Regions from separate parts of the Mus musculus genome. Here all the other regions are linked to region 1. The links are chromatin contacts, called in public Hi-C, HiCAR-type and promoter capture Hi-C maps. All regions are on one chromosome and are shown on one strand. Each heading gives the region's core, a stretch centred on a gene start, on an enhancer-like site or on the middle of the called end of the contact. The rest is flanking DNA. Distances are from core to core; before and after follow the strand shown. Region 1 holds the start of Ssr3 (signal sequence receptor, gamma). Region 2 holds the start of Plch1 (phospholipase C, eta 1). Region 3 holds the start of Gmps (guanine monophosphate synthetase). Region 4 holds the start of E130311K13Rik (RIKEN cDNA E130311K13 gene). Region 5 holds the start of Rsrc1 (arginine/serine-rich coiled-coil 1).

What was found. Promoter capture Hi-C pulls out the DNA fragments that hold promoters and counts their contacts. Hi-C and Micro-C count contacts between places; a contact is called where the count stands out from the background. HiCAR-type assays count read pairs that join an accessible place to other places.
Region 2: a contact with region 1 is called in a HiCAR-type map of astrocytes, with 2.9 times the contacts expected there. The contact joins the promoter of Plch1 here to the promoter of Ssr3 in region 1. A contact is called at or near these places in 1 of 39 promoter capture datasets (hippocampal neurons) and 2 of 115 datasets of contacts at active chromatin or transcription factors (astrocytes and stem cell-derived neural progenitor cells).
Region 3: a promoter capture Hi-C map of pre-B cells shows a contact between it and region 1. The contact joins the promoter of Gmps here to the promoter of Ssr3 in region 1. A contact is called at or near these places in 11 of 39 promoter capture datasets (the C10 cell line, cranial neural crest, embryonic stem cells and 6 more), 1 of 15 datasets of contacts at CTCF or cohesin (large pre-B cells), 7 of 484 Hi-C or Micro-C datasets (CD4 T cells, CD8 T cells, the G1E-ER4 cell line and 4 more), 8 of 115 datasets of contacts at active chromatin or transcription factors (astrocytes, bone marrow-derived dendritic cells, embryonic stem cells and 4 more) and 3 of 9 other capture datasets (adipose tissue, embryonic stem cells and macrophages).
Region 4: a HiCAR-type map of astrocytes shows a contact between it and region 1, with 4 times the contacts expected there. The contact joins the promoter of E130311K13Rik here to the promoter of Ssr3 in region 1. A contact is called at or near these places in 7 of 39 promoter capture datasets (the C10 cell line, the HPC-7 cell line, cranial neural crest and 3 more) and 1 of 115 datasets of contacts at active chromatin or transcription factors (astrocytes).
Region 5: a Hi-C map of CD4 T cells shows a contact between it and region 1, with 8 times the contacts expected there. The contact joins the promoter of Rsrc1 here to the promoter of Ssr3 in region 1. A contact is called at or near these places in 1 of 39 promoter capture datasets (pre-B cells) and 1 of 484 Hi-C or Micro-C datasets (CD4 T cells).

The regions. Positions count from the first base shown.
Region 1 is chr3:65,390,494-65,394,127 of GRCm38.p6, forward strand. It overlaps Ssr3 (signal sequence receptor, gamma), which reads right to left and starts at 2,060. Exons shown (of 5, transcript NM_026155.3): 1 at 1,912-2,060; 2 at 832-958. The coding sequence starts at 2,044. It also overlaps the pseudogene Gm5540.
Region 2 is chr3:63,898,090-63,901,628 of GRCm38.p6, forward strand. Plch1 (phospholipase C, eta 1) reads right to left here and starts at 1,373. Exons shown (of 24, transcript NM_001370984.1): 1 at 1,138-1,373.
Region 3 is chr3:63,974,814-63,978,642 of GRCm38.p6, forward strand. Gmps (guanine monophosphate synthetase) reads left to right here and starts at 1,330. Exons shown (of 16, transcript NM_001033300.2): 1 at 1,330-1,497. The coding sequence starts at 1,471.
Region 4 is chr3:63,927,382-63,931,020 of GRCm38.p6, forward strand. E130311K13Rik (RIKEN cDNA E130311K13 gene) reads right to left here and starts at 2,091. Exons shown (of 5, transcript NM_177856.5): 1 at 1,876-2,091. The coding sequence starts at 1,989.
Region 5 is chr3:66,984,151-66,987,675 of GRCm38.p6, forward strand. It overlaps Rsrc1 (arginine/serine-rich coiled-coil 1), which reads left to right and starts at 1,512. Exons shown (of 10, transcript NM_025822.4): 1 at 1,512-1,656.

The DNA.
Region 1 (3,634 bases), core at 810-3,309:
AGTTCAAAAGTAAAAGAGTTAATTATTTTTAAAAAAAATAATAATACTTCAAAGAAAAACCTAAAAGGCCCTATTGAACAAATAAGGGAATAGCCTGCTACACCCTCCTGTTTTATTTTTAGGAAAGCAGAGTACACAAGTGCTTAAAACATAAAAATTTACTGAGGTAAAACTTAGGTTTTCCAGGCTGGAGATATGGCTTAGTGGTTAAAGAACACTAACTGCTCTTCTAGAGGTCCTGAGTTCCATTCCCAGCCACCAAATGGTGGCTCATAGAATATATGTAATGGGATCCAATGCTATCTTCTAGTGTGTCTGAAAACAGCTATAGTATACTCATATAAAAATTTTTTAAAAAGAAAGAACTTTGTGTAAAAAAAAAAAAAAACTTGGGTTTTCTTCTCCTAAAGCTAGTAAAATAATTCGTCTTATACGTGATCTTGAAATTCAAGAAATAGGGTTGTCTTCTACAGTGAATAGACTTACAAGATTAAAAAAAAAAAAAAAAAAAGTAACTGGCATTGAAAATGTCAGAGAATTTTTAATTTTTTGCTTCCAAAATTAGTAAATGGGCAGCCTAAAATAATTTCTAGAAAGAAATCCACTGAGTTTCGGAAACATTCATTGATTTAATAGACTTGTTTTTCTGACCAAACCATCAATTGAAGACTGGGAATGAATATTCAAACTCCACCCTCAAAACCTATTTCCACAGAAGTGTCATATGGTTCACGATTAACTACATACACATTTCAAACTAATGCTTATAAATCATGTTTAAGACCCCCTAACATAAAATATGCAGACTGGGGTTGGGTTTAGGGTACTTACTTGTGCTTCAGAACAAATTTTACATTCTTGTACGCGAAGGCTACTAAGTAAGTGCTTACTAAGGTCATCACACTGTAGAGCACAGCAGACTGGATGAGATCCATATGCCATATTCTCCAATACAACCCTGAGATAAGACAAAAGCAAGGGACACACAACATCACTGCCCCATTGCACATGCCAGACTACAGCTAAGCCAGGTAAATGAGAGTCAGTAAATCCCACCCAGTATCCGAAAAACTTCACTAGAGGTGAGATAGACAATAAACTGGGTTTGTCCCAGTTCAGGGCTTTCCCAGTACAGAAAGGTAGGCTGTGGGGATATTGCTAGTCTAGAAATTTCATCTTCTAACTTGAGAACAAACTGGGAGTGGGGATTACAAATAATAACAATTTCACTCATGGAATACTAGGAAGTTAAAACACGGGCCATTTTAAATCAACCGCTGTCCCAAAACTTTGGTTAACTTGCTGACGTGGCTGCTCACTGAAATCCAAACAATGCTTTGTCGGGCCAGTGAACCCAGGGGGCTCCACACCACATTCACTGCAAGCTGAGCTTTTTACAAGGCCAAAATAACAAAGAACTTTTTTTGGACATGATTGGCCTGCAGCACTGCGGCAGTGCGGGTCAGGAGACAGGAAACTCGGAAAACCTGGACTTGGAGACAGTTTTGGCCTTCAAGTGGGCAGTTTCTCATTCAATCGAGAAGGCTCGAGCTGCTCTCTAGGAGTTATTGAAATCCTAAACAAGGCTGATCGCGGACCTCGGGCAAGGCCTAACTTGGCATTCTGCACGTCCAAAGGATGCTCGGGAGTAAGGGGAGGTTTGCCACGGGTCACGCTGCTAATTCAGTGAAGGTTTATCAGTGGCTCCCCCGCCCGGTTCATTAAAGACATCCTAGTGTCCAACAGTGGTGAGGAGAAGGGCAGTGTACCAAAAAGAGATTCCGGGCCAGAACCCGCGCCCGGCTCAGAAGCACGCCGCGAGTGACTTCCCGAGGACGCTGCTCCGGACACTAGGCCTCCCCGCCGCGCCCGCCACGTCCCCGCCGCCACCGCCGCCCGCCCGAAGCTCACAGATGGGGATGGCAGACACGATGAACGCGTTCCCGAAGAACAGCGCCGACGATTTGGCCGACAGGTTGCGGCTGAAATCCTGAAGGAGCAGGTCCTCCTCGGACTGCTGCTTGGAGCCGCCTTTGGGAGCCATGGCCGAGCTGAAGACTGGAGGCCGGGAGCAGGGAGGCAGGGAAGGTTCAGAAGGCCGCGTATCCGCCCGCGACCCGTCAGCGCAACGCGGAGGCGGGACTCCGCAGGGTACGCTGCTTCGGGATTGGCCATCTTGCCGTCGTTTCACAAGCGTCGAGGTACGATTGGGCATGCGAACAAGACTTCCGCATCCTTCAGGGTACGTGGCGCCTCAATGCCACAAAGAATGAAGGGATTTGTAGTTTAGTGTGTAGTTTAGAGCTGCTCTCTAACTCGCCTGCCTCAGTCTCCAGAGACAGGCTTGGATAATCGAAATGAGCAACCATACAAGCAGTACTGTTTTAACTAACTAACCAGCTAGCTAACGAACTAACTAACGTTATTGGTATTTCATTCCACATGTGCACTTTATATTTCTTTTTAAATTTATTACATTGATTGAACAATTGGCTCATTGGTTGATTGATGATTAGTTGATTGATTGATTGGTTGGAGGGCCGTGCCACAACGTTGTCAGAACACAACTTGAGGAAGTTAGTTGTCTACTTTTACTTTCTGGGTCCCAGAGATTGAACCAAATTGTCACGTTTGTGTCTTTACCCTCTGAGCCATCTGCATGGTTTAATTTATTATTATTATTATTATTATTATTATTATTATTATTATTACTATTACATCATTTTAATCAACAAAGCCTCTTAGCCTCTAAAAGACTCTCTCATTACAGTCTTTAGAATTGGAAAATAAAAAAACTCTTGTGGAGTTTTACTCCTGGCCCAGACCCGCGGCGGAAGCGAGCCATGGCTGTCTATCACGGGATGCTGCGCTTCGGGAGGCTGTGTATCGCGAGCCTGGGGGCGCGGGGCCCCCGGACGCTGCTCACTCGCCCTCGGCCGAACTCGAAGTTGCAGAGTGTCCGCGCTCTCAGTTCTGGAATGGTGAACTGCACCAACCCCTTGCCCATTGGAGGCCTCAGCTACATTCAGGGCCACACCGACTCCCATCTTGTGAACACAACTGTGGGCGAGTGCCTTGACGCCACAGCGCAGAGGTTCCCCGACAGAGAGGCTTTGGTTATCCTCCATGAAAACATCAGGCTGAACTTTGCGCAGCTCAAGGAGGAGGTGGACAAAGCTGCTTCTGGTCTTCTGAGCATTGGCCTCCGCAAGGGTGACCGGCTGGGCATGCAGGGACCCAACTCCTATGCCTGGGTACTTATTCAGCTGGCTACTGCCCAGGCAGGCATCATCCTGGTGTCTGTGAACCCAGCCTACCAGTCCTCAGAACTGGAATATGTCCTCAGAAAGGTAGGCTGCAAAGGTATTGTGTTTCCCAAACAATTCAAGACCCAGCAGTACTACGACATCCTGAAGCAGGTCTGTCCTGAGCTGGAAAAGGCTCAGCCAGGGGCCTTGAAGAGTGAGAGACTCCCAGACCTGACTACAGTCATCTCCGTGGATGCCCCTCTGCCGGGGACCCTGCTCCTGGATAACATCGTGGCAGCCGGTGGCAAGGAACAGAACCTAGCCCAGCTGCGGTACAACCAGCGGTTCTTGTCCTGCTACGACCCCATCAACATCCAGTTCACCTC
Region 2 (3,539 bases), core at 123-2,622, 1.5 Mb before region 1:
GTCAACAGACGGCTTAAGAAAGACTAGTCTGCAATAATGCGTCTTAAAACATTCATTTTCTGAACAAGATCATAATGCCAGCAGTAAGCAACCCACATCTTAAAAAGCAACGTCTCTGTTGACAGAGAGAACCTTTGCTTCCCTTCACCGGCATTTAACACACTAGTTCATTTGGAGAGCATCAGGTTCTGTACGTTATAAACAGGTTGTATGCAGAGTACACAGGAGCTACGATGTCGTCTGCACACTGTGGAAACCCAAGCTTAATACAATTGTTTAAAAAAGCCGCACCAGGAAATAAAGTCTTATTCATATCTTCCTTTTCACAGGATAAAAGGAGGTAACTTGAATGCTCCAATGAGCAGTTTCTCAGCATTATTTTTCTACCATGATCAAAATGATGACAGAAGAGAGAAAAAAGTTATATATTTTTTATTTCATACCTCTGGCTATCACTTCAATGCTAAACTCTTAAAAAACAAAAATGAGATCGTAAGTTGATTCCAAGCTACAAACAAACAAACAAACAAAAAGTCTAGAGAAAGACTTGGGCTCCACAGTGAAGCAAAGCAAAACAGCTCTGCTCTTCAAGTGGCGTCTCCGACCCGGTACTGTTGCCATGGTATCCCGCGCAGGCGCAGAGAACACCTTCACAGCCCGGGCGTCGCTTCGGTAACCCATGATTTGTCGCTAGGAAAGGGCAGTTGGAGTAAATCCTTCTCGCACCTAATGCCCGGAGCTTTTTGAACAGTAAGACTCGCACCGGCAACTAAGGGCGCGCTTCTGGGACCGCAGAACTGCTTTCCAGGCGGCCAGAGCCAGGGGAGGTCTTGTGGGATCATTCCGCCGCGATGCGGGACCCTCCCGGTGGCTGGACCTCTGCCACCAACCAGGGCAGGGAAGGTCTTGCTCAGGCACAAAAGCCCACGCGCTCCATTAGGAGCTCACGAGCTACTGTGGTCCAGTTCCTGGGCCGAGGCACCCTGGCACACACCACAACCCGGTGCTCGCGGCTGAGATTGCCCAGAAAGAATTCGAGCACCTGCTCGCGCAACGCTGGAGAGGCAGTCCGGTGCTCCTCTTCCTGCTCCCGGCCCTCTCCCTGTCCCCCACCCCCACCCCCTCCAAAGCACTGACCTGCTCAGCTCTGAGTATCCCGCTGATGAAGGATCCTCGGAGTTTTTGTAACCGGCTCAACCTCCCAAATGCTGGAGTGATCTGCTAGTGTCCCGGTGTGACTCCAACCCCAATTCCTCCAAAACAGCCCCCCAGCCCAAGATGGGCACCACTACACACCAGCCAACAGAACCAACAGAGGAGCTCCAAGTAAAGACCAGCGCTGCCGCCACAACCTGCTTTCTCATTCAAATCCTCATGCTCACATTGGAGCACCCTCCCTCTTAACCCTCAGCTCAGGGCAAATCCGGAACTGGAGCGCGCGCGAGTGGACTGGAGCGCCATCGAGGAACAGGAGCCAAGAACTGGACGTGGACCCCTTATGAAGATGCTACTGCTAGGCATAGGCCAGAACCCCTGGGAATAAAGATCTTCTTCTGTCCTCCCTCGCAGCAAATTTCAAAGAATTCCAAGACCAGGGACACCTCTGATAGATTTTCAGTTTAGGTGGCTAGCGGGTTAAAGACGCTGCTGGAACAAAGTTGGAGAGTTCAGGGGAAGCGAACTGTGCAATGTTCTTACAAGAGTTTGAACCGCTTCAAAAATAAAACACCAAACGACTAATCCTTTCTTTCCTCCCCCTTCCCCCTCCCCCCTTCTCCCTTTCCAATAAATATAGCATCTGTTATTTTCAACTATCCATTTTGAGTAAAATCAAATTGAGGAACAGGGAGTGCAGGTTATAGGATGCTTTGTTATCCCTCAGTCTCTTCCAAATATCACTCGTTGGCATTAATTAACAAGCCAGTTAATTGTCAGTTCACCCGCTAGCGGGCTGGAAAAGCTAATGTGCTGTTAAAGAGCACACAGGCGGCAGCGGAACGTTTGCACCCAGCAAGTGTTCAAAAGCTGAGTAAAGATGAGATCTGAGCGCACTAACAGTAGAAAGGGAATAGCGTGCTGCGGAGTGATCCGGCTTCAAGATTCCAGGACTTGGCTTTTATCAGTCTTGATTCAACCTGTCCTATTGTTAGTTCAAAGCCTAACTGGGAGGAACTGAGGACAAGACCCTCCGTGTACCATTCAAAGTAAAACTTCCCTCCAGTAAGAAAGTCAGGAGCTCTGGCATGGCAACATGGAATTAGCAGGGGTTGTCTGGGCCTGGTGACAACATAAACAAAAGTCTTTTTTTCTTCCATGAGTGAATTTGTTCAGGAAGTAATAAAGGAGAGTCTGAGGCTGGAGAGATCACTAGTCCTCTTTGACTGACAGTGGGGGAGTGGGAGGAGGGATGCTCAGTGACCTCTCAGCACAAGATATAGTATTTCACCTTTTCATCCGTCTTAGCCTAGCCGATACCATAGAAACAACCCATTTGTATTATTCAGTTCAACAGAGGCAATTACAATGTGACGGCAAAGCATCATGGGCAAAAAGAAACTTTATCCTGAAAGCTATCCTGGACGCTTGGAAAAAAAAGAAAGAAAAAAGCAACCAGACTAGTTACAGACTACAAGGAAGAATTCAATTTAGAAAAGGAATTGCAAGGTCTTTTGGCTTCATAAGGAAAAATATTTAATTTCCTAATTTTTCTTTCTTCCTTTGTCCTCTCCCCCTTTTTTTCTTTACCCAGATCGCAAACACCTAATTTACAGGAAATTAAGTAGGGTTGAGGTTGTAAATGTGAAGTATGCTTTGAGAACCTGAAATCGCCAGCACCAAATAGATAGATAGATAGATAGATAGATAGATAGATAGATAGGTAGATAATACAGAAGAAAGGAAAAAAAGACAAGCATTGTTTGCCTCGAAATTGCTTTTCTTTGTGTAGAAAAAGGCCTGTTTAGAGTTTCTCTTTGGTGGTAATCACCATGGTGAATAGAAAGAAAAAAAGAAAGAGGCAAGATAATTAAACTCTCCATCAGTCATGGTTATCCATCCTTTAGCCTCCTGTGTTTGTCTTTCTGGAACTGAAAGATCACAGACGCAGGGGTTAAAATAAACGCAGACACAAACTTCTTGACAAGTGTCTTTGTATGTATTCTTGGTTATGGTGCTGTTTATTTCTGTAACACTGAAGTTTAAAAATTTGAAACCATGCAACATTCCAAATACATGAAAAGAAGGACAAGAATGTGTAATAACCCCCTTCTTTCTTTTAGAAATATTTCTATTGTCTTATTTGTATTGGTGTTTTGCTTGCTGCTGTGTAACAGTTCTTTTCTAGGGGAGATTGATATATTCCATCCTTAGGAAACTCCTAAAGCAAGAAGAATAACAACTCCGGAAGTCCCTGAAACTAACCAGATTCATTAGGCCTCTATCTGCCTGTGTAAGTAATAAAAGTTGAGAGTCCCCCTCAGAGGAAATGAAGCTCAGATGCAAGGAAGACTCTCAGAGGAGAAAAGCTAGAGAGATTCTGA
Region 3 (3,829 bases), core at 80-2,579, 1.4 Mb before region 1:
TGATAGTTTATCATAAATCCTATCTGTGTCCTTTATCATCCACAGCAGTTCTCCTTTCCTGTCTTTTTCTATGTGTCCTAGGCTGGCCTCCAACTCACAGGGATGCACTAGCAAGTGTTAGGACACCAATGACACCTGGCTTCTTCCTTCACATCAGCCATTCTTTTTTGCTGTTGCTTGCAAAAGTTCTTATTTCATTGTGTGTGTGTTGGGGGGGGGGGGGTTATGTGTACATGTGTTTATAGGCACTGAGGCCATGGGAGGATGTTGGGTTTTCTTTTTTCCTTTCCTTTCCTTTCCTTTCCTTTCCTTTCCCTTTCCCTTTCCCTTTCCCTTTTCCCTTTTCCCTTTTCCCTTTTCCCTTTTCCCTTTCTTTCTTTCTTTCTTTCTTTCTTTTCTTCTTCTTCTTTTTTTTTTTTTTTTTTTTTTTTTGAGACAGGGTTTCTCTGTATAGCCCTGGCTGTTCTGGCACCAGAGTGAGAGAGAGAGAGAGAGAGATCAAGAGCCTCTGAACATTTTTCTTTTAATTACTTTCTTTCCTTATTTTTAAAAATCTGAGCCGGGCGTGGTGGCGCACGCCTTTAATCCCAGCACTCGGGAGGCAGAGGCAGGCGGATTTCTGAGTTCGAGGCCAGCCTGGTCTACAAAGTGAGTTCTAGGACAGCCAGGGCTATACAGAGAAACCCTGTCTTGAAAAACCAAAAAAAAAAAAAAAAGAAAAAAAAATCTGGCCTGGAACTAAGATGTGCCTGCCTCAGCCTCCAGATTGCTGGGATCAAAGGTGGTGACTGGCTACCATACATTCTTACAAAAGAAAAAAGAAACAGACAAACAAAAACTAAACAGGCAATCAAATAAATATAATTTCTTCAACAAGGTAGGCTCTCTGAGGAATCTACAGCTTATTGTTAAAAAACAGAGGTGATGGCACACACCTTTAATTTTAGCACTTAGGAGTCAGAGGCAGCTGGATGTAACTTTGAGGCTAGCCTGGTCTGCTGAGTGACCTTATTTAGAAAAACAACAAAACCAAAATAAAACAAAAAAAAACCAGAAAAATTGAGCCACTATTTGTGACACGGTGAATCCATTACTTAAATGTATCTTGCAGTTTATAAAAACTTGAAGTTTGAGGTGGTATGTAGCCACTACTTAATTATTGTCAGCTATCACATCCAGTTCTATTGCCCAGACTGGGGGCATGGCTGATGCTTTCCTTTCTGGTAGGTTTGGTGTTATCTTCCCGGGGTGACGACGAGGGCGGGGCTTGCATGGTCCCGCCTCTAAGAGGCGGGGCCGGTTAGAGGAGGTCGGGCGGAAGCTGGAGGCAGGGCCTGCGCGCGCTTCTGTGTTCTGAGGCCGCTGTTAGGTTCCGGGCTGCTCTTGTTCTTCACGCTTCTGCCGGTCCCGGTGTTGAGCCTCTGGCGTCCAGGCCTTGCCAGCAGTCTGCACCCGCGGCGTTGGTCCCCGATGGCCCTGTGCAACGGAGATTCCAAGGTCAGTCTGTGATTGGCGTCTCTGCCGCCCTCCGGCAGCGTGAGCGAGACCTGGGGGTCCGTCCGTCTCCCTCGGCCGGGTCAGTGGCGCTCTACATGTGTCAGCCCGGCCTGCGGCGCGGCTTTATTGCATCCGAGGCGCTTTGTTGGCTTTGCTAGTGAAGCATCGAGTTCCAGCGGAGAGGCGACCTGGCTGTGGGCCGCGATTCTTGGGGACTTCGGGGCCCTTCAACCGCAGGGCAGGGTCGGGGCCTCGCCTGCGGCGGTCCGGCCAGGCGGGCCTGTATTCTTTCCAGCCTAGTGCAGGCCTTTCTGACTCTATTGACCACAGCTTCTGTTCCTGGGCCCAGGTGTGCTTCTCACCCTCTTCTCCCGCCATCCTCGGAGGGGTAGAGTTAAAGGTTCTGCTCCTGCGCACTCTGTCTCGTGTATTACGTGCTAGTTTTCGGGGACATTTTCCCGCCTTTGGGGCCTTTTCTTGGGAGCCAGGTTCTCCACGGGTGCTGGAAAAAGTTAACTGCGTTAGCCAAGACGCGAGAGCGTTGGGCCGTTGATGCCCGTTTGTGGCTTCCAACTCCCAGCCTTAGACATCGTTCTTAATTGCCTGGTCTGAATTGGTCCCCTTTCCCTTCCGACCTAATCGTCTTTGACCTGGAGAGCTTTCTGACCTTCACAAAGTCAGTTTTGTCATCGAGAAACTGCGGTGTTGGAATATAATTTACTTTAGCAAGGTGTACATCACGCTTGTGCATGCTTGTGACCTAGCTTTAGCAATCTGGTTAAATTTCTCTTCGGGTGTATGAAACTCCAAACTTTTGGATAGCTGTTCTAGAGCCAGGAATAATTTCTGCCCTTGCAAACATGGAGCTTAAGTGTCACAAACTCGCGAATGGCTGCTTAATATGTAGGAATCATTCAAAAACCTGTGTTGAACAAATGAATAAACATTATTAGGTAGCTCCTATATTTTCAAACCTAGGCACCTGTCATGGTCTGAAGAATAAGTCTCACCTTACAGTTTTGTACATTTGTCTTTAATTTTTAATCTTACAACTCACTGGAACTCATCTTTATGGTGGATGAGTTCGCTGCGGTTTTATAGAACCTACTGCGATCTAGAAGAATATTTTCACAAAATTATTTCAGTATTTTTTCAACATTTTTTAATTATTATTTTGCTTTTTTTTTTCCGATACAGGGTTTCTTTGTGTAGCCCTGGCTGTCCTGGAACTCACTCTGTAGACCAGGCTGACCCCGAACTCAGAAAACCGCCTGCCACTGCCTCCCAAGTGCTGGGATTAAAGGCGTGTGCCACCACTGCCCGGCTCAATATTTTCTTAAGATGATATTTTTGATCATTGTGATTTATTTGAGTTTAAGGTGAATAGCTAAATTTTATGTCAAGGTCATGTGGTAGAGTGGCCAACTCACAGCTGTCTGTAATTCCAGCTCAGATGATCCAACATCCTCACTTGGTCCCTGTAGACACTGCATGCAAATGGTGCAGACAAACATATAGGCACAACACTGTTATAAGGAATTTAAAAATAAAATGCAAAAAAACTTAATAAAAGTAATAAAGTAATTCTTAAGCTGGCCTATTAGGATTAACCATCACAGATGCTATTCCAGCACCGTCAGTGAGAAGACATACATCAGTGTAAGGCTAGCCTCCTCCACACACACACACACACACACACACACACACACACGTACATTTATGGTGTTATTCTTGCAAGTGTGTCTGTGTACCACATGTTCGTGCCCGTGTGGTCATGGAGGCCAGAAAATGACATAAGATCCCTTGGGACTGGAATTACAGACAGTTGTGAGCTGCCATGTGGGTTCAAAGAATTGAACCTGGATCCTCAGGAAGAGCAGGCAGTGCAGTGCTCATAACCCCAGAGCCATTAACCCAGCCCTTGTTTTTAAAACTTTTAGAAATTCTGTACCAATATTTTATATAAATGAGTGTTCTGTTTGGCTTTTTGTTATTTGGAAAGATAAATAGAAAGCAGTTAAGAAAATGCCTCCCAGGTGGACGGTAGGCAAGTCTGTAGGTCATTTTTTTCTTTTTTCTTTTTTAAACGTGGATAGGATGGGTTACCTTGTAGGAGGTGCCAGCCCTGGGCCGGTGGACCTGGGCTGTAAAGTACTATACCACTACACTATATAATGATTATGTTACTATGACTTAACAGTTAGCTATAGCCATGAGAATGATAATTAAAAGGCACAGGAGTAAAGAACTTAAAACTGTATTATTTTTCTTTGTTCAGAAATTTGTGCGCCACCTGTCATTGTCTAGCCCCATTTTATGTTGTCTCATCTGA
Region 4 (3,639 bases), core at 841-3,340, 1.5 Mb before region 1:
ACCAACTTAAAAGGAAGGAGACTGTCCTCATGACCACTAACAGTTCAAATAACACAGATGTCTCAAATGCTGGCTGGACTCTTCCACATTCCTTCCTAGTTCTTCCTTAGCAATCTGGCACTCACAGGGACTTGAGTGAATGCTTTTTACTTTGCCTGCGATTTTTTTTTATATGTTTTTGTTGTTGTTGTTTCGTTTTGTTTTGTTTTTCGAGATAGGGTTTCTCTGTATAGAGCTGGCTGTCCTGGTACTCACTTTGTAGACCAGGCTGGCCTCGAACTCAGAAATCTGCCTGCCTCTGCCTCCCGAGTACTGGGATTAAAGGCATGGCCCACCACGCCTGGCCCGCCTGTGAATTTCTTGAATGCACCCATGGCCTAGCATTTCTAGCCTTACACCCATGGTGAATTTTGTACTTGGTAGAAAACCTTACAAATACAAAATAGCTGGTGTTTGTGTAAATGGTTGAACTTTAATATTAGTATAGTAAGTAACAATGTATGCATTTATTTGGCAAGGATTACTACTAAATGGCAGATACCAGACTGCTCTAACGTGGCGCTACAATAGCATGTCAGCAGGCCTGGCCTTGGACCTCATGCTCTCTTGCTGCAAAGCTTTTGCAAAGTTCAGCTTCCTCCAATTCTCAGCAGGATTCTTAAAAGCTGTTCCGGGCAGGGCATGGTGCTGCACACCTTTAATCCTAGCACTCGGGAGGCAGAGGCAGGCAGATTTCTGAGTTCGAGGCCAGCCTGGTCTACAAAGTGAGTCAGGACAGCCAGGGCTATACAGAGAAACTCTGTCTCAAAACAAACAAACAAAAAAGTTGTTGTTCCTTCCAAATACGTTGTCCTGGCTTTTGGCTACTCATTTTCCTAATCATCTGTCTCCCTGTTTGCCTCAGATTTTGCTTCTGCTACCTTCCCTCCCCAGAGAATCCCCTAGGCCTCATTTCTAGACCGTTTTCTGTACCTTTCTGACGTTGTTTCAAGATGTCTGTCAAGACTAGGGCTTTACCCACTCCACCAGGTTTATGCAGCTCACTCTCACTCAGCTTTACGTCCAGTTCTGATTTCCCATTGAACACTGTTGCCTCAAGCCTACAACTGTACTTTAAAGTCTAATGGGCTGTCTTCAAGATCAGTCTCCAAATTTTAATGTCCAAGGGCTCTACAGCTTTTCCCAGTAAATCATTTACTACGACTGCTCCATGACAGGAACCACCACCACCACAGGGACTTTAGCAGTCCTTTATCTGGTAGTAGACTGGCTGTCTAAGTGTCTCTTCTATGATTGAATTTCAGTGTCTTCTCTTGTTTCACTTAAAAAGAAAACACGAGAGGCAGGCGGATTTCTTTCTGAGTTCGAGACCAGACTGGTCTACAAAGTGAGTTCCAGGACAGCCAGGGCTATACAGAGAAACCCTGTCTCAAAAAACCAAAAAAACAAACAAACAAACAAAAAAAAAAAAAAACCAAAAAAAAAAAAAAAACAACCCCAAAACCCAAAACCAAAACAACTGGGGATACAGTTCAGTGGTAAGCACTACAATGCTTACCAAAGTTCGAACCCCAGCCCTGGAAAAACCCATCCTGGCTCTGCTCTGTTAAGGCCTCTCGGGCTTCTCTGCTCTTCCTGGGTATCCAGCCCGCCATACTGAATGAGGAGCTACTCTTGGGCCAGCCCTGTGGTGTCCCCAGCCCTGCGCCAGCCTCCAGGCCTGACCACCGCCGCCGCCAGGAGGGCAAATGAGGCGATGTCGCCTCCCTGGCCATTTCCCCTGTGGCCCGGCTGTCTTTCCGCCCCTGCGGGTCCTCTTCCAGGCCTGCCGCGATCACTCCGCTCAGGCTAGCCCACCCCGCCGGGCTGTGGCACCTGGACAAGGCGCAGATGGTTGTCTGCCCATTGCGACACCCGTGTCACCACGTTGGCCTCCCCTCGGTCGCGGTCCGGCGCCTGCGACCCGAGGCTCGCGGGCGGCCGCGCCATGTTCCGGCGTCCAGCAAGCCTTGCGGGCGCCCCCTGGTGGGCGGTAGGGGTCGCTGCGCTGCACGGCTCCGGGGTCCCCGCCCATTCTGGGCGTTTGCACTCTTGTCTCTGCGTGTCCTTGGTGGTACCAAGCCAGCCAGGACAGCAGAACAACACAAAAATGCCGTGAAAAGATAAGACATCTGTGTAAATATGCACAGTCTCTTATTCTTGCTACTTTTTCTATAAGCTTGTATTTTTATTATTTTGTTGTTTTTTACATTTTTGAGACAGGTTTCTCTGTGTAGCCCTGGCTATCCTGTAACTAGCTCCGCAGACCAGGCTAGTTCTAACTCAGAAATCCACTTGCCATATTTTATGGTGCTGGAGAGCACACCCAGAAACACATATGGCATCAACCTTTGTTTCTTTAGAAACAGGGTTTATGTTTCTAAAGGCTGGCCTCAGCGTCCTAATCTTTAGCTTCCCCCATACAGAGGCTTCTGCTGTGTTTCCGTGTGCCTGGCTTTCTAAATATTTTTAATGCCAAGAATAATAAAGGAAAGAGAGATGGAGATATACTTATTTGTTAAGCTGAAATGTGCATTGTGTAATAAATTTAACTTTGGCCCAAAGAGAGATCTGGCCTTTCCCATTGTGCCTGGCAATTCTAAAATATCTTACCTGATAAAATTATGTTTTACTCTGAGGCTTTTGAGCCTGTAAGAAAATCTAACAACCCACTTGTGGTGGTCCTCAGCTTGACCTCCAGAGGGGCTAACGACCGACCTGTTGGTGCATGGTAAAAACTCTGCACACAGGTGCTGGGAAGCATCACTGGCTGCATTGTTCCATGCTTTCTCACACCTGGTTGCTGAAAGGAATCAGTGTTGCTCAGGACTCCACAAGTGAACATGTTTTTAAAACCAAATACCCCACCTGAGGGTGCCCTTTGTCGCTCCCAAACTCTACAGTTAGTACTAGAAGCATTAGACGTCTTGGGACTATTGTTTAACTCTGTTTGGTTCATTATATTTAAAATGTTACAGGAGAACTTTCCTAACACTTGAGGCCCTGGGCTAGATCTCTATCTAGCATTGCAAAAATATAAAACAAAAAATGAAAATTCAAAAAAAAAACTTACCTTACAGAAATCAAATATATAACAGTGTGAATTAGTGTTTCCACACCCCATAGTTTTATGACTGACAGTAGCATATCACACTCACTTGTGAGGCCTTTGTTATTACTTGCTTATATGATGTGCACACACAGGTACCTATGTCAAAAGCACCAGAGAGGAAAAGAAGACATTACTCCTCTATCTCTATAGCTTTGTAAATGGACAATAGGAAAATAGTCCCTTAAAGATGTGAAGTATCTAGTTGTACTTTCATATCTACAGGACTAAGTCATCATGGGTATATCCCTCTTGAGTTCCAAGAACTGCTTGGAAAAGTTAGAAAACCAAGCTGACTAATCTCATCTCAAAACTACTGCAGTGAGCTCCGATCTTAGCTTTAATTTCCTGCGGAACCCCTGTAGTCTGTCTGTATCCCAGGCCTCGTCTTTTCAGCACTTTGTGCTAGCCTCACTCCTCTCCTCCCTTGGTCGATCTTTCTCAGGACCTCTCGCTGCCTTTGCAGGCTTCTCCCACCACTCACCCATACT
Region 5 (3,525 bases), core at 262-2,761, 1.6 Mb after region 1:
AGATCAGGAGACCCCCAGACGCTTCTTCATCCTTTTAACCACAGGACTTAAATACAAACGCTTATGCCATCTTCTGTACTAGAAGGATGACCACTTTAAAGGTAACCAGAGAAAGATCAGGCATGACTATCCTGTAATTTGAACCAATAGATTTCTCTATTATTTCATCTTCTTGACTCATTCTAACTATAGGGGTGGTAGATGAAGCAATGATAAATCTCCAGTGTCTGACTCCCATTTGTGTAAAGGAAGTTTAATTTAAAATTTTTATTAGCATATAATTGTATGGTTTTCTTTATGAACTTTTCACATATGGAAACATACACCTCTTCTGTTAGCCTCTTATATCCCCCCCCCCATTCCCTTCCTCGCCATCCCCAATAGTCCCTCTTTTAGGAAGTTTCAGTTTTAAGAAATTAAAAGTTTGGAAATTGTATTAATAAAAGCTATGAAGTATGATGTTTCACCAAACAGCAAATATTTTCCTGAGAAAAGACATTTCAAAGCCTTTATTTTATTTTATTTTATTTTATTTTACTTTGTCAAAGTTTTGAAAGGAACATTGACTTTAAAACTCAGGAGACAGCCTATGGACAGATACAAAAATAATCAGGACCCCCCCCCCCCAAGAGTTCCCCCAGTTTTTGAATTATTTAAAACAAACATGTAGTGTTGTGGTTTTGTTTTAAAAGAGTCCCTCAAAACTGGCTAGTTAAGGTCCAGTTACTTTCCAGGAATAAACCTATACTGGAAGTGAGTTCCATCTCAAATCTCTGTGGAAATCTGAACCTTAGTATCTAGCTAACAGTAGGCCTGAATCCAAGTTAATATTTTATATATCTCCTCATTTTTGTTTCCTTATACTAAATCATGAAAGAAAAGTCATACAAGGAAAATATTGTATATTACAGAAAATGCCACGTTTCTTTAATTTCGGTAATAGAAGCTTCTTTCTTTCTTTCTTTCTTTCTTTCTTTCTTTCTTATAAATCTACCCATTTACTTTCTCTTCTAGAGGAACCTTCTCCTATCGGGCAGATTTCTTCCTCCTATCTAACAGTTTCTTTAATAGGAGAAACTAATTGCTTCCAATCCGTGAATGCCTTCACCTTCATGGCAGGAAAAAAAAAAAAAACCCACCGATTTTAATGTATTTTTTTGCAAATAAATCATTACAGTTTAATCACACACGACTCTATGCAGACACACTCCCATGATTTATTATTGTTGGGCGAATTTCCACCTCGCTCAACAGGAACTAACCAATTTTGCTCTACGCGGATGTCTTAAACATAACTTCTTACGATGTAGATGTTTGCTGATTATCTGTGACGATAACGGCGAATACTAAGGCAGTAACATCCCATAGTACCACCTTTATTGCTTTTGGAGAATAAGAAAATCCAATTATGCAAACACGCAAAACAAACATTAAACAAAAAATTGGCGGCATGACAATCCACTCGCTCGGCATTCCTAATGGTCCAGCAGCCTGCATCGACGCACTCGACAGCTCGGCTGAAGCTGCCTGGTGCTGGAACCAGGAAGGCGCTGAGCTTAAATTGAAGCAAGTTCTGAGGACGCCGGTGGCGCCGTGGTTAGAAGAGGGGGTTCCAGGTCCCCACGTCGGGAGGTGCGAACCCGAAGGTCGAGCCAGGTGATGCCGGCGTCCAGAGCTTGGGGGCGGCGCCCGCGAAGGAGGCGTAGCGAGGCCCAGCTCTGCGGGAGGCGGCGTGGGGCCTGGCGCAGTCTGTGGCCAGGAGCTCGCCGAGGGTTGGGCCTGGGCCCGCGGCGTGCGGTTTGTAGCCGTGCGCATGCGCCCCGCACCTTGCAGGGTCCCAGCCTGCTGGCTCTGGGCGAGGGGGTCGCCGGAGTGGTCGCGGGTGGCGAGCGGCCGCAGGCCCCAGGCTTGGCCTACAGTGTGGAGTTGATGTGGAGAGGTAGCCCCCAGTCCGCGGGTCCCGCGGGTCCTCGATCGCCGTTCCTCGGATTCCCAGTTGTCCTTCCTTTTTAGCCAGGTTCACTCTCACCTCCTCCAGGTAGTCGGAGCGAGGGGGAGGCTGTGGCTAAGTGTGCACGGAATCCCCACCCCTTCTCCTGTCTATCGGATGCTTGTTGGCTGGAGAGAGAATACATGGTTAGACAGACCCTTCCTGTCTTGACATATACACACATCACTTTAAACAGTCTGTGAATTTACCTTCTAGACTTTTGGTCATGTGACCAGATAGTTAACTCCTGAACTCATTCACCTTTCTCAGGAGTTACAATGGATGTTGTCTGCCCTCGATTTTAGGTTATTATTAATGTAATTTCTGAGTTGTATTTAAAATGTTTATTGAGGGGGGGGGGAAAGCTCTAGATTTGCCAGCAGCCCAGTTTTGTCCCTACTAAGTACTAGGTTGTTAAATAAATTCACACATCATGTGCTGGCATATGAAGGTATTCGAGTTGTCATCTTTGAACTTAGATGTAAAAGCTCCCAGTGAAGTAGCTACGTAGAGTTTTCAGGTTTTAAGGAGTGGAGCAGATGTGACAGGTACAACCATGTGGGGAAAGCAGCTCTCCTTTGAGAGCTTCTCCAGTCTTAGAGTTTATGAATATTCACTTTCTTTGCAGACAAAGGAGATTTCTTGCTAAGTGGTAGCACTTTATGACTGTATGTTCAATAAGAAGGCTAAAAATGTCTGAAGCTGAAAAAGACAAAGGCAGCTGGCACTTGTCTGTTAATTGGCCTCGATGACCCAGTCTCTACATATTCAGCGTGGAGAGTTGTGATGTGAATTGGTTGTCATAGGGTTGTTGTAGTGCATTTACAGATAACTTTCTTCTGGTTTCACTCCCAGAATATGGGAAGGAAGTCCTGTGATTTGTTAGTTTAAAAAGAGACACTAAATAATCTACAGAACGTTGTTGCAACAGTAGTTTTTTTTCTAATTGAAAATAATGTTATTTGTATACGATACATTCTGTTTTTTGTTCTTTGTTTTTCCAGACAGGGTTTCTCTGTATAGCCCTGGCTGTCCTGGACTCACTCTGTAGACCAGGCTGGCCTCGAACTCAGAAATCCTCCTGCCTCTGCCTCCCGAGTGCTGGGATCAAAGGCGTGTGCCACCACGCCCGGCTGTATACAATATATTCTGATGATGGTTTTCCCTCATCTCCCAAACTAACAAATAAAGAAAAAGGAAACTAAGAAAGCATGAGAAATGTGTACACACACACAAACCATAATATACAAGCAAAAGATCGGTATGGTTTACAAAAATGACCAAACAAAGCAATATGAGAAAAAAAAAAAAAAGTTTCCAAAAAGATCTCTGTGTTTGTTTTATGTTGGCCATCTACTGCAGGAGATGGAGCCTGCCCTTAAGTGTGGTTTGTGTACCCTTGGGAACTAATTGTTCCTTTTCCAGCAATTGTTGATTGGAGATGACTTCTTGTTGGGGATGGGAGCGCTTCTGGAGCACTCCAACCTCGATGCTGGTATCCTTTCTGGTTTGGACCTGTGTGGGCCCTGTACATG